Linked DNA regions of Macaca mulatta: region 2 is linked to region 1. The links are chromatin contacts, called in public Hi-C maps. All regions are on one chromosome and are shown on one strand. Each heading gives the region's core, a stretch centred on a gene start, on an enhancer-like site or on the middle of the called end of the contact. The rest is flanking DNA. Distances are from core to core; before and after follow the strand shown.

The links. Hi-C and Micro-C count contacts between places; a contact is called where the count stands out from the background.
Region 2: a Hi-C map of liver shows a contact between it and region 1, with 3 times the contacts expected there. The contact joins the promoter of TOP2B here to the promoter of OXSM in region 1. A contact is called at or near these places in 4 of 14 Hi-C or Micro-C datasets (CD4 T cells, fetal cortex germinal zone, fetal cortical plate and 1 more).

What each region holds. Positions count from the first base shown.
Region 1 is chr2:22,682,704-22,688,077 of T2T-MMU8v2.0, forward strand. OXSM (3-oxoacyl-ACP synthase, mitochondrial) reads right to left here and starts at 2,569. Exons shown (of 3, transcript XM_001091681.5): 1 at 2,504-2,569; 2 at 655-1,665. The coding sequence starts at 1,634.
Region 2 is chr2:22,809,549-22,814,471 of T2T-MMU8v2.0, forward strand. TOP2B (DNA topoisomerase II beta) reads left to right here and starts at 2,514. Exons shown (of 36, transcript NM_001265701.1): 1 at 2,514-2,585. The coding sequence starts at 2,517.

The sequences.
Region 1 (5,374 bases), core at 1,319-3,818:
CAGTGGTGCATTCCTGTAGTCCCAGCTACTCAGGAAGCTGAGGTGATAGGATTGCTTGAGCCCAGGAGTTAGAGACTGCAGTGAGATAAGACTAGCATAAGCAATAAAGAGAGACCCTGTCTTTAAAAAAACAAAACAAAACAGAATTTCAAGCACCACCCTAGACCTACAGAATCAGAATTAGCATTTTAAATAAGATCCCTAAGTGATTATAGTTTGAGAAGTGCTGATTTGAAAAGAACAGAATTCTGTTGAAAAGAACAGAATCCTGCTGAAATGGAGCAAAGACCAGACACATCTAGAAGGGTTGACTTTACTTTCCAAGTCTGATGAAGGGTCAAAGAAGAGGACTTTGTGAGGGAGCACACTGATGCTTAAGCACAAATGGAGGCGTGAAAAGTTGGCAAAGGCACACATGGTCTTTTTCGCAACTCCACTGGTTTTAACTCAAATGCAATTTTGTAAGGATGTTCAAATGCTTTGAAATACTTCAAATATCTTAAGCAAAGAATTAAATAATCTTGTTTAGTCTAAAAATTAAAACAATAGAGATTCGGTACACCAAGGACAGACACTACAATTTTCCCTAATTTGGGACTCCCATTAAAGTGTCTTATTTGGAGAAATATTTTGAAGGAAAAAACCCATTTTTACCTTAAGGCACCTTCTCCTTCAGGATCAGGGGCAGTTATGTGACCAGCATCACCTGAGAGTCCATAGCCCAAAACTTCTGCATAGATCCGGGCTCTTCTTTGAACAGCATGTTCATATTCTTCCAGCACCAGCACAGCTGCACCTTCTCCCATTACAAAACCATCTCTCTTTGGATGAAATGGTCGACAGGCCAACTTGGGATCTGAGTTTGTGCTCAGAGCCCGGGCTCTGGAAAACCCAGCAAGAGATAAAGGGCTAATACAAGAATCTGTACCTCCAGCCACCATCACATCAGCATCACCACGGGCTATAAATCTAAAAGAGTCTCCCACAGCATGAGCTCCTGTGGTACAGGCTGTGGATACTGCATGATTTGGGCCCTTGAGTTTATATCGAATGCTGACCTGGCCTGCTGCCATATTGATCAGAATCTTAGGGACAAAAAATGGGCTAACTCTATTGTAACCTTTTGTCTGAAAATTCAAAGCAGTTTCAGAAACAACTTCAAGAGGAATCATTCCCATGCCAATTGCAACACCAGTAGCCACTTGATCAGCTTCTGACTGAGGATGCCAGCCAGAATCCTTCATGGCTAATTCTGCAGCCCCAATGGCCATGATGGTGGGAGAAGACATGGACTTGATATCTGATTTGGACACAAAGTTTTGTTCATTGAACTGACCTTCATCACTGCCTCTTGGCACATAAGCAGCAACACTGCAAGGGATACTCTTATACTCTTCACCAACCAGTGAAACAATTCCACTCTTTCCTGCGATAAGACGATCCCAAACCAAGTGAGTTCCAACACCAAGAGGAGTCACTAAGCCAATACCGGTAATGACAACTCGCCTATGCAATCTGTTTATTGGCTCAGTTCCGAAAAACTTCCTTTTACTTCTTGTTACCTGTTGGCATAATCTTGAACACAGAAGACGAGTGCTTGTAATTTTCAGGAAATTTTGCAGGCAATTGGACATGATTGAGATTCAGATGATCAGAAACACATTCCTGTAAAAGACCACAACACACCCAGGAGGTATTCTTTTATATAGCTTAAGGGCCTAAGGAAAGACATCCAAGGTGTTCCTTTGGGTGCTTGATATGAGCTGCTAACGAACACAGGGAAAATGTTACATAATTTCAATTTATACCTTAACATCAAACTACCTGTTTAAACTTATCTCCTTTTCTAGACTGTAAGTGCCCTCAGACATTTGAAGACAAATAAATGAATTGATGATTCATTCGATTCACCAAAACAGTAATTCAATGAAAAATATAAAGGCACCTCCAGCCTGATATGAGTTGCAGGAAGCATCCTTTGTCAGGATTACTGATAACTTCTTCTAAATAGCATTTCTGGTGTCAGTGGCACAGAAAACACATTTCAGGGCATATTATCTTAAGTAAGTGGGCTTTATCAATCTTTAATAATTAAGGATAACGAGCCTTTTCAAAACGCCACCCAGGGCCAAGAGCCCTAGACTGAGCGTCTGGATACGTGGGTTGGCAACAGACTCTGTGTCCAAGCTTGCGACTGGGGGAAGGGGGCGAGTCTTTCCACCCCTCTAAACTTCTCCAATTGAATCATCTGTGGAAGGAGGGGTTAGGACTGGTGGATCACTTCAAGGGTACTACAAAGGCCAGGGGCGGGAGTAATAGGGCGTAGTCACTCCCTGTACTGCCTCTCAGTCACCACCACACATGTACACAACTGAAGAAGCATGGCGACAGAAAAAGAAATCAGGCCCTAAGTCCTCGGACTTCCCTCTCGAAATTCAACCCCGACTTGATTTGACTGTAAAGGAGGAAAGGAGGGTCGAAGGAGGAGGGTAGCGAGCGATACCTGTAACACGTTTACAGCTCCAGACACACTCGCCACTGTCCTAGGCGATGACGCGCTCGAGCGCACGCGCACGCGCACGCTAATGCGCGCTCCCGCGCACGCATCCCGTTCGACTCCCCTTCCGCCGGTTGACTTTACGCCGCGTCACCTTGGCGGAGGTCAGACCTTGGGAGGCGGCTGGGTCGCTGTTTGCCTTAGCAGAGACTCTTCTCTCGGAACCTCAGTGACTCGCCGATAATTAAGGACCTGCAAATAACGCGATGAGATAGCATTTTCACCCATCAAAAAGGCATTTTTCTTTGCCAGTGATAATGCCCAAATATTCCTTTTTGTCGGAGAAGGGACACCATCGTATTCTACTGGAATTGTAAGAAAGAATTAAGGAAATGACTGCAGTCACAAAGTTATTGCTATAGCTCGGAACGTTATTAGTAATTGTGAGTAAAGTAGAACTAACCAAAATGGCCAACATCAGGAAATTTGTTGTGTATCTTGTGGTACATCCAAATGGCATGCAGCCGTTTAAAATAACTCTATGGGTGAATATTTATTAATGAGATGTTGAGACTATTTGTTAGGAGACATAGTTACAAAACAGTATATATCCGTTTTTTCAAAAATAATTCTTTAAAGAGCTGCAAGATATATAATGATTGTGATCTTTCCCTCATTTTTGCTTAGCTTTATTTAATAAAGCTTTTCTACAATAAACAAATGTTTTTGTAGTAAAGTTTTTACTTTTTAAAAGTTGTCACCAGGCTGCTCTGCTTATGGAGTAGTCATTCTTTGTTCCTTTACTTTCCTAATAAACTTCTTTCACTTAAAAAAAAAATTATCACCGGATTCGAGACAATACTTAAAAATATCACACCCATTGTAACACTGGAGACATTTGTTTCTAAGTGTCTGAAAAATTCATTAACTTTGCTCAGAGCGGATTGCAAATCGATAAAGGGAAAATACAACATGAAAAAGTAAAAAAGGCAAGAAGTCGACAAGATGGTATTCATTGAACATCTGTTTTTCACATGCTATCCCAGGCGTGTTTAGTCCTTGCTCTTCTTTAGAAAAATGGTTGACCATAGAATCTTCATCTGGACCTTCTAGTCATATTTATGTTTCTTTCTGGGCAATGCCTCTTGAAGCCATTGTTTCCAAGTAGAGTCCTCTGCATTCTTTCCTACCCCTACAGAAGAATGTGAGTCAAGCTTAGCTTTTCCAGGTTGGTCCTGGATTTAAATGAGTTTGGAAATCTATTTTGTTTAAAATAATTAAGCAAAATCCAGTTTGACCTTCGTCCCAGGCCTAACCAGTCACCTCTAGTATGATCCTCATCCAGTGACAAATAGAGTTACTTTAAGAAGAATTAAACACATGTGTTATAAAAAAACTAACACTTGATGAGTAAGTACCTAAACTTGATCTCTTTTCATTGCTGTCTTTAAAATAATAGTGAGAAAATACCTACAATATTTTTTCTGAAGCTGAACTCATATGAAACATACAATTTTAATGTGCTATTTCTTTTGTAATATCACAAATCATCTTGGCTAAGAGGTGACAAATTAAAATCTTTCAAAAAAGTAAAAAGACCATCATTTTTGTATCTACCTCATCACCTTTGATCTGGAAAAGGGTGGGAAATTTTATGATATTTTATAGCTTTACGTTTTTGGTACCGTATTTCCTGCTACAATCCCATGGTGTCTTCTTGCACCAAAATCTTCAAATGGGCTCTGCTTATCCTACCTTCCTATTAAGACTTTTTAGGTCTGCCTTAAATTCTTTGTAATCTGATTCAAAACTATCTTTCCAGTTATGGCTCCCATTCTCTACTGAGCTTTCCACCCAGCAAACTGATTTTCATACTATACATGTCTTGATTGACCCTAACTTTTCTCATCTCTGTACTTTTGGTATTGTCAACAACCATTCATTTTCTTCCTATCGATGCTTGAAGTTTGAATGCAAAAATGAGTAGAGGTATGGCTCTTGCTTTCAAGAAGTTCATGGTCTAATAAAGTTCATGGTCAACCCATTAGAAACAAGTAAGTGCAAACTACTGAAACAGGTGCTGTAGCGGAACTATTACAACACAAAAGGGACAATGAGGTCTGTGCTACCTTGTAAAATCAGAAAAGGCTTCAGAGAAATGATCCTTGAACTACATCTTGGAAATGAATATTTGTCTAGTAAATTGGGTGGGAAAGGGCATCCTGGCAGGAAGAGTAGAACAAAGGCCTGGAGAAATGAAGTGTCATGGTATCTTCCACAAACAGTTAAGTATGTGGCCCATGTCAAATTTGAAGTGTGGGACAAAGCAACAGTAAAAGCATGAGAGTAAGACAGGCCCAGGTCACAAAAGCCTGGGGTATCATACTGAGGACTTTGGATTTAATCCTGTAGTTCAGAGAGCATATGCTAGCCTCCATGGTATAATTTGGAGTGCAACATTCTTTTATTGATTCTAAACTCCTCTAGAAAGGACATGGTAAACTCTCTCATTCCCTTCACCGGAGTCTCTCTTACTCCTCTTTGTCTTGAACAAAGCCACTTAAAATATTTAAGTTACCAGCCTGGTTCCTGACACCATTTGACTTTAGAATGTGGGTAGAGGGAGCCATAGAAAACTTTTTACCAGGAGAACAACATGATCAGATGGCTGCTTTAGAAAGATCACTGTTGCACAAATGAGCAGGGTGGATTGGAAGGATGTGGAAATGGACACAAGGAAGAAAGTTAAGAATGGACGCAACACGATGAGGCTCTGAGGGCAATGGCAAGGAGAGATACAGGAGATGTTGAGAAGGAAACATTACTAGGATACTGTACATGATTTAAGGAGGGTGGGGAGTCTCTCACAGCTAGCAA
Region 2 (4,923 bases), core at 1,264-3,763, 130 kb after region 1:
TGGTGAAAAACCCGTCTCTAGTAAAAGCACAAAAATTAGCTGGACATGGTGGCGGGCGCCTGTAATCCCAGCTACCTGGTAGGCTGAGGCAGGAGAATCGCTTGAACCTGGGAGGCGGAGGGTGCAGTGAGCCAAGATTGTGCCACTGCACTCCCACCTGGGTGACAGAGCAAGACTCTGTCTCTAAAAACAATAACAACAAAAAACTGAAGATAAAGAGCTTTGACAACTTAAGTTTAAAAAAGGAGACAGCTATATATTTTATAGCTTAGCTTCTACCTAATACTCTTCATTAAAAAACTCATTGCCTTTAACATTGACCCCTTTTCAAACAAAATACATGTGTACTTGGAGATGCAAACTCACAGTAAGAACACAAGATCATTTTAACAAGCACTAAACTGAGGCTCAGGGAAGTTAAATAACAAGGCTATCGGTACTTGGTCAGGTTCAGAAAAGTTTGCACCCCAAGTTCAAGGTAAAGACTTCACTGTTCTGAAGTCCCTCGTATGGCAAAGTTACATGGCCATCAGAGAGCTAATTTAAAAAAACTGTGTTTAAATTATTTCCATGTTTCAGAGTTCTCCACCTCTAGACTCAGAACGCAGTTTAAAGATGTGACCCGGGACATTTTTGTTTTCCCTTGAGAGGAAATGCACAGTTGGAAGTTCACAAAAACACCTCTTCAAAAAACAGTAATACTGTTTCCACCTTTAAAAAAGCTCTCATCGCAACTCTTTGGTGGCACTTCATGCCTTCAAGTTCTCATTTTGGTGATCGTTGGCTCCTTTTTAGTCTGTCTCACAAGCCAGGTTATAAATGGTTTGAAATCAGGGGCCCTGTTTTTATTTTGAACCCATCGCAGAGCCTGGCACAGCGTGGCAGAGTGTGCGCCCAATAAATACTTGAGTGGAATTACACTGAAAAACAGGAAGAAGTAAAGCCATCTTCTATCTGCCAAAGACTGTGGTGTTGCTGTATCGGTAATTTTCATTCTTAGAAAGCTTTAATGTGAATGAAATTATTCTTTACTGTGCATTTGAAAATTCCACTGAAAGCGGTTTTAAAAATTAAGCCTGCCCTCTTAGAGGCAGGGGGCACAGTTCTGGACACATGAGAAAAGTGACAGTGACATCTCCGCATTGTTCAGAGAAGAAAGGTCAACAAAGAGTAGAAATAGAACACTCAACCCACCCTGCATTCATTCCCTAGAACGTTCTCTGTGTGTCCCTTATCATTTAAGCTTTTCATGTGTAGTTTTCTTGAAACTGACTATATCCTCTTTTGGGGTGAGGGGAGGAGAGGGAGGACGGAGATGGAGAAGGTCTGAGATGATTTGTTTTTGACAGCAGCGTCCACTTAGGCCCTTGGGGAGACCGGGTCACGGGGCCTCCTTGCACCAGTGGTCTACAACGTCTTGCCTGCGGTTTACAACCGCTCTTTAAAAATAATTTCCCTTTGGGACGGCCCCCGGCTGCTTCCTGCCACCCCCACGCCCACTCCCACCCCCGCCCCCATCCTCATCCTTAGAGGCCCCAGGCAAAGAAACGCTTCGGCTTCCCGGTTAGGTCTCAGAGTAAACAGCACGCTTGGAGGATTACAATCGACCCGAGGCCAATTCGACCCTTTCCCTTTGCCGCCCTCAATTGACCCTTGACAGCAGCCCCTGCTCTCCCTTCAAATGGAAAACCCACAGACACACACACAAACAAAAACCCCAAGTCTTCCTTTCGGTTGCTACCCGCAATGACGTTTTCCCCTCGGGTCCCGCCCCTCCAGGGGGCTTGGAATTTTGGGATTGGTCGAGAGGCTGTGGCGACAAGGCCCCGATTGGACAGCATGGCGCTGACTGACAGCGGGGGCGGCCGCCGCGCCCTCCCTCTCTTCCCGGTGTGCAAATGTGTGTGTGCGGTGTTATGCCGGACAAGAGGGAGGTGACCGTGGCGGCGGCGGCGGCTCTGTTTATTGTCCCTCTCGGTGTGTGTGTATGAGGAAACCGGGGCTGCAGGGAGGCTGACTAAGGTGGCCTTTGAAGCAGCGGCGGCGACCGAGACGACTACTCTGGCGACTCGAGCGGCTGGCCTTCGCGGAGTGTGAGAAGGACAAGGCACCTCTGCGTCCTCGCCACGTCCGAGCGCCTCCGGCTCCCCGGCCGCCCTCGCGGCTCGCACGCCTGGGCTTCAGCCCGGCCTGCAGCGGCGCCCGCGGGCGGGCGAGAAGGCAGCGCCGCCGCTCGGCGGTCGCCGGTCGCTCCCAGCTTTCTCTTCCCCAGCCGCCACGCTAGGCCCGGGCGACGCGGACGCCGCGCCTCGAGTTTGAGGGCAGCCGGCGGCGCGGCCTCCTCAGCGGGCTCGGCTGGACGTCCGCTCCGGGTCTTCGCGATGGGGCGCGGGGGTCGGCGCGGCTAGGAGTGCGGCGAGTGGAGCGGTGGGTGCGGAGCGGCTGGGCCTAGCGGCCCGCAGGGAGGCGGGAGCGGCGGCTGCGGCCTCGGGGCCTGTGAGCTGGAGGCACTCGCCATGGCCAAGTCCGGTGGCTGCGGCGCGGGAGCCGGCGTGGGCGGCGGCAACGGTGCACTGACCTGGGTGGTAAGTGACGGGTCCCCGGGATGGGCGGCTGCATTGTTCCGGGCTCGCGGCGGGGGCGGAATTCCGCGGGTCCGAACGGGCGGGGGAGGGGAAAGGGAGGGAAATCCCATCTCCGGAACGGGCGCTCCATCGGGGCCTGTGCTTGCAGAATCCTCCAGCCGGCTCCCCGCGCCTTTTCTTTCTTTTTTCTCTGTGCCTCTCTGGAATCCCTGACTGCCAGAGCGTAATGTGTACTTGAAACTCTGGGGGTACAAAATCGCGAACGTAACATACAGCCCCCGCTTCCTCTCTTTTCCTTTTAACCAGACTCTTCCGGGGCAGCCGGGCCTGAAATGGTGGGGAAGGTGATAAGGCAAGTGTGTCTGTGTGGGGCAGCATTTTCTCCAAATGTAGTTTAAGAAAACCCTGGGAAAAGGGGTGTGTGTGTATTTTAAATGCAGCCCTTTCTGGGGCTTTAATCTCTCAAAGAAGAATGCACTGGGGCTTCTACAGCAACTTGCACTTCGATTTGGAAAGTCTCATTCAGTTGAGAGCGCAGTTGGGATGACTTTTACAGCAGTTAATACTGTAGGTCTTCACTCTGTCAGGGTGAGATTATTAAAAGAAGTGCTTGCCTACGTCAGCATCGCAGGTGTAACGGGGTGGGGGCTGAATGGGTGTCCCGGAGAGGTAACTGCAGTGCTTAGTCTTGGAGTTAAAGGATTTCGACGCTCAGTTCCTGCTGGGAAGTAGAAGTAGCTGCAGCGGAAGGAGGAAGGGAGACCGGATTCCCACGACAGATCGATAATTCACCGGCGTTTCACTTGCTCAGCGTGGAGTTCAGACCAGGGTCATTTCCTATACAGAAAATCTAGGTATTTCGGAGAAAAGTAAAAAATGTTACGTTTTTCTGGACTTTTGACGGTCTGTTCCCCCTTGCCTGTTTTAAATACCTCAAGGAAGCTTTCATATAGGCATTTTTGTTACTTAATTCATTTTCTCTTTGTTTGGGTGAGGTTTAGGTGAGTTGAGTAGCAATTTGTGCTATATTGATAACTGCTTCTTATAAAAAGGGTGTTAGTGACAGCAGCAAAACATTTTAATCACTTATGTTTGCGTGCCAGGGTACATTGCAAAATAACTTGCCAGGCTTTTATTGTTGCAATTCTCTGAATGTTGTATATTACACCAGTTATGTAGAATGAAAGTATGAAGGGACTAGAGCCAGGAGAGAAAATGTCAGATGCTAAGTGGTCCATGTGGACTTTGCAGTAAGAGGGTATGTGAGAGGAAGGAGGAGATGGACAGATACATGCAAAAGAATGACTTTTCAGAATTAATGGCTTTTACCCGTCACTAAAATCAGACATCGGAAAACTGACTGAGACAGCCAAATGGTATTGTAAGTTCTCATTCACTACTTGGAAGTGTTGAGGCCTGATCGGTGTTTCTTCTGAAGACCTCTGGTTCTATAACAGTAAACGTTTTGCTCCATAGTAGATTGTTGGCTTTAACATTTGATAGCAGTACTTTAATTTCCTGTTGTATAATTTTGTAGATAATTAAATAACAATTTATTTCTTTCAAGCTCCATAGGAAACTCATTGCTAATAAATTTAGCAAAACTTGGAGGATCTCATTCAACATAGAAAAATCCATTTGAAACTGAAATTGACTTATTGATTAAAGGAATTTTCATTATAAAGTGGATTATGGAAAATATGGGAAATGCAGTAAAATAAAGAGAAGTGAAGATCACTTAGTCTTTTATTTATAGAGTATATCTTATGGAATTAGAAGTTTATTAAAAAGATAATCACTCCTATAAATCTTCTTTAAGAGTTGATGCTTACTCTAAATTTCAGTTAGGTTATATGAGCATCTTTATGTCCATAATATACACCATTGATCATAGACTGATTTGATTTTATGGGAGGCAATATAGTGAGGTAGTTATGGGCTTTGACATCAGGCTGATGTAGGTTCAGATACTGTCTCTCCAACACATTTAGTTGGACTTTTCCCAAGGAACTTTACCTTTCTAAGCCTGTTTTTTTAATCTGTCAAATAAGGTTGCATTGAGAATGAAATGAGATAACGTATGTAGCACAGTGCTGGGCTTATTGAATGTTGTTATTGGTGAACTTCAAGAAATGCACACTCAAATAATAATTGCAGTTGATTTGACATAAAATATCTTTTAGCTAGGGTAAAAGCAAATTAATTTTTCCTGTGCATGAGTTGGGGCTTTATTGCAGTGGTCATCTATTTTGAGAAAGGTAACTTCGTCTGCTTTATTGAAGCTAGTGTTATGTTGCCACCTGCGTGTGGATAACAGGAAGAAATAAAAATAGAATTA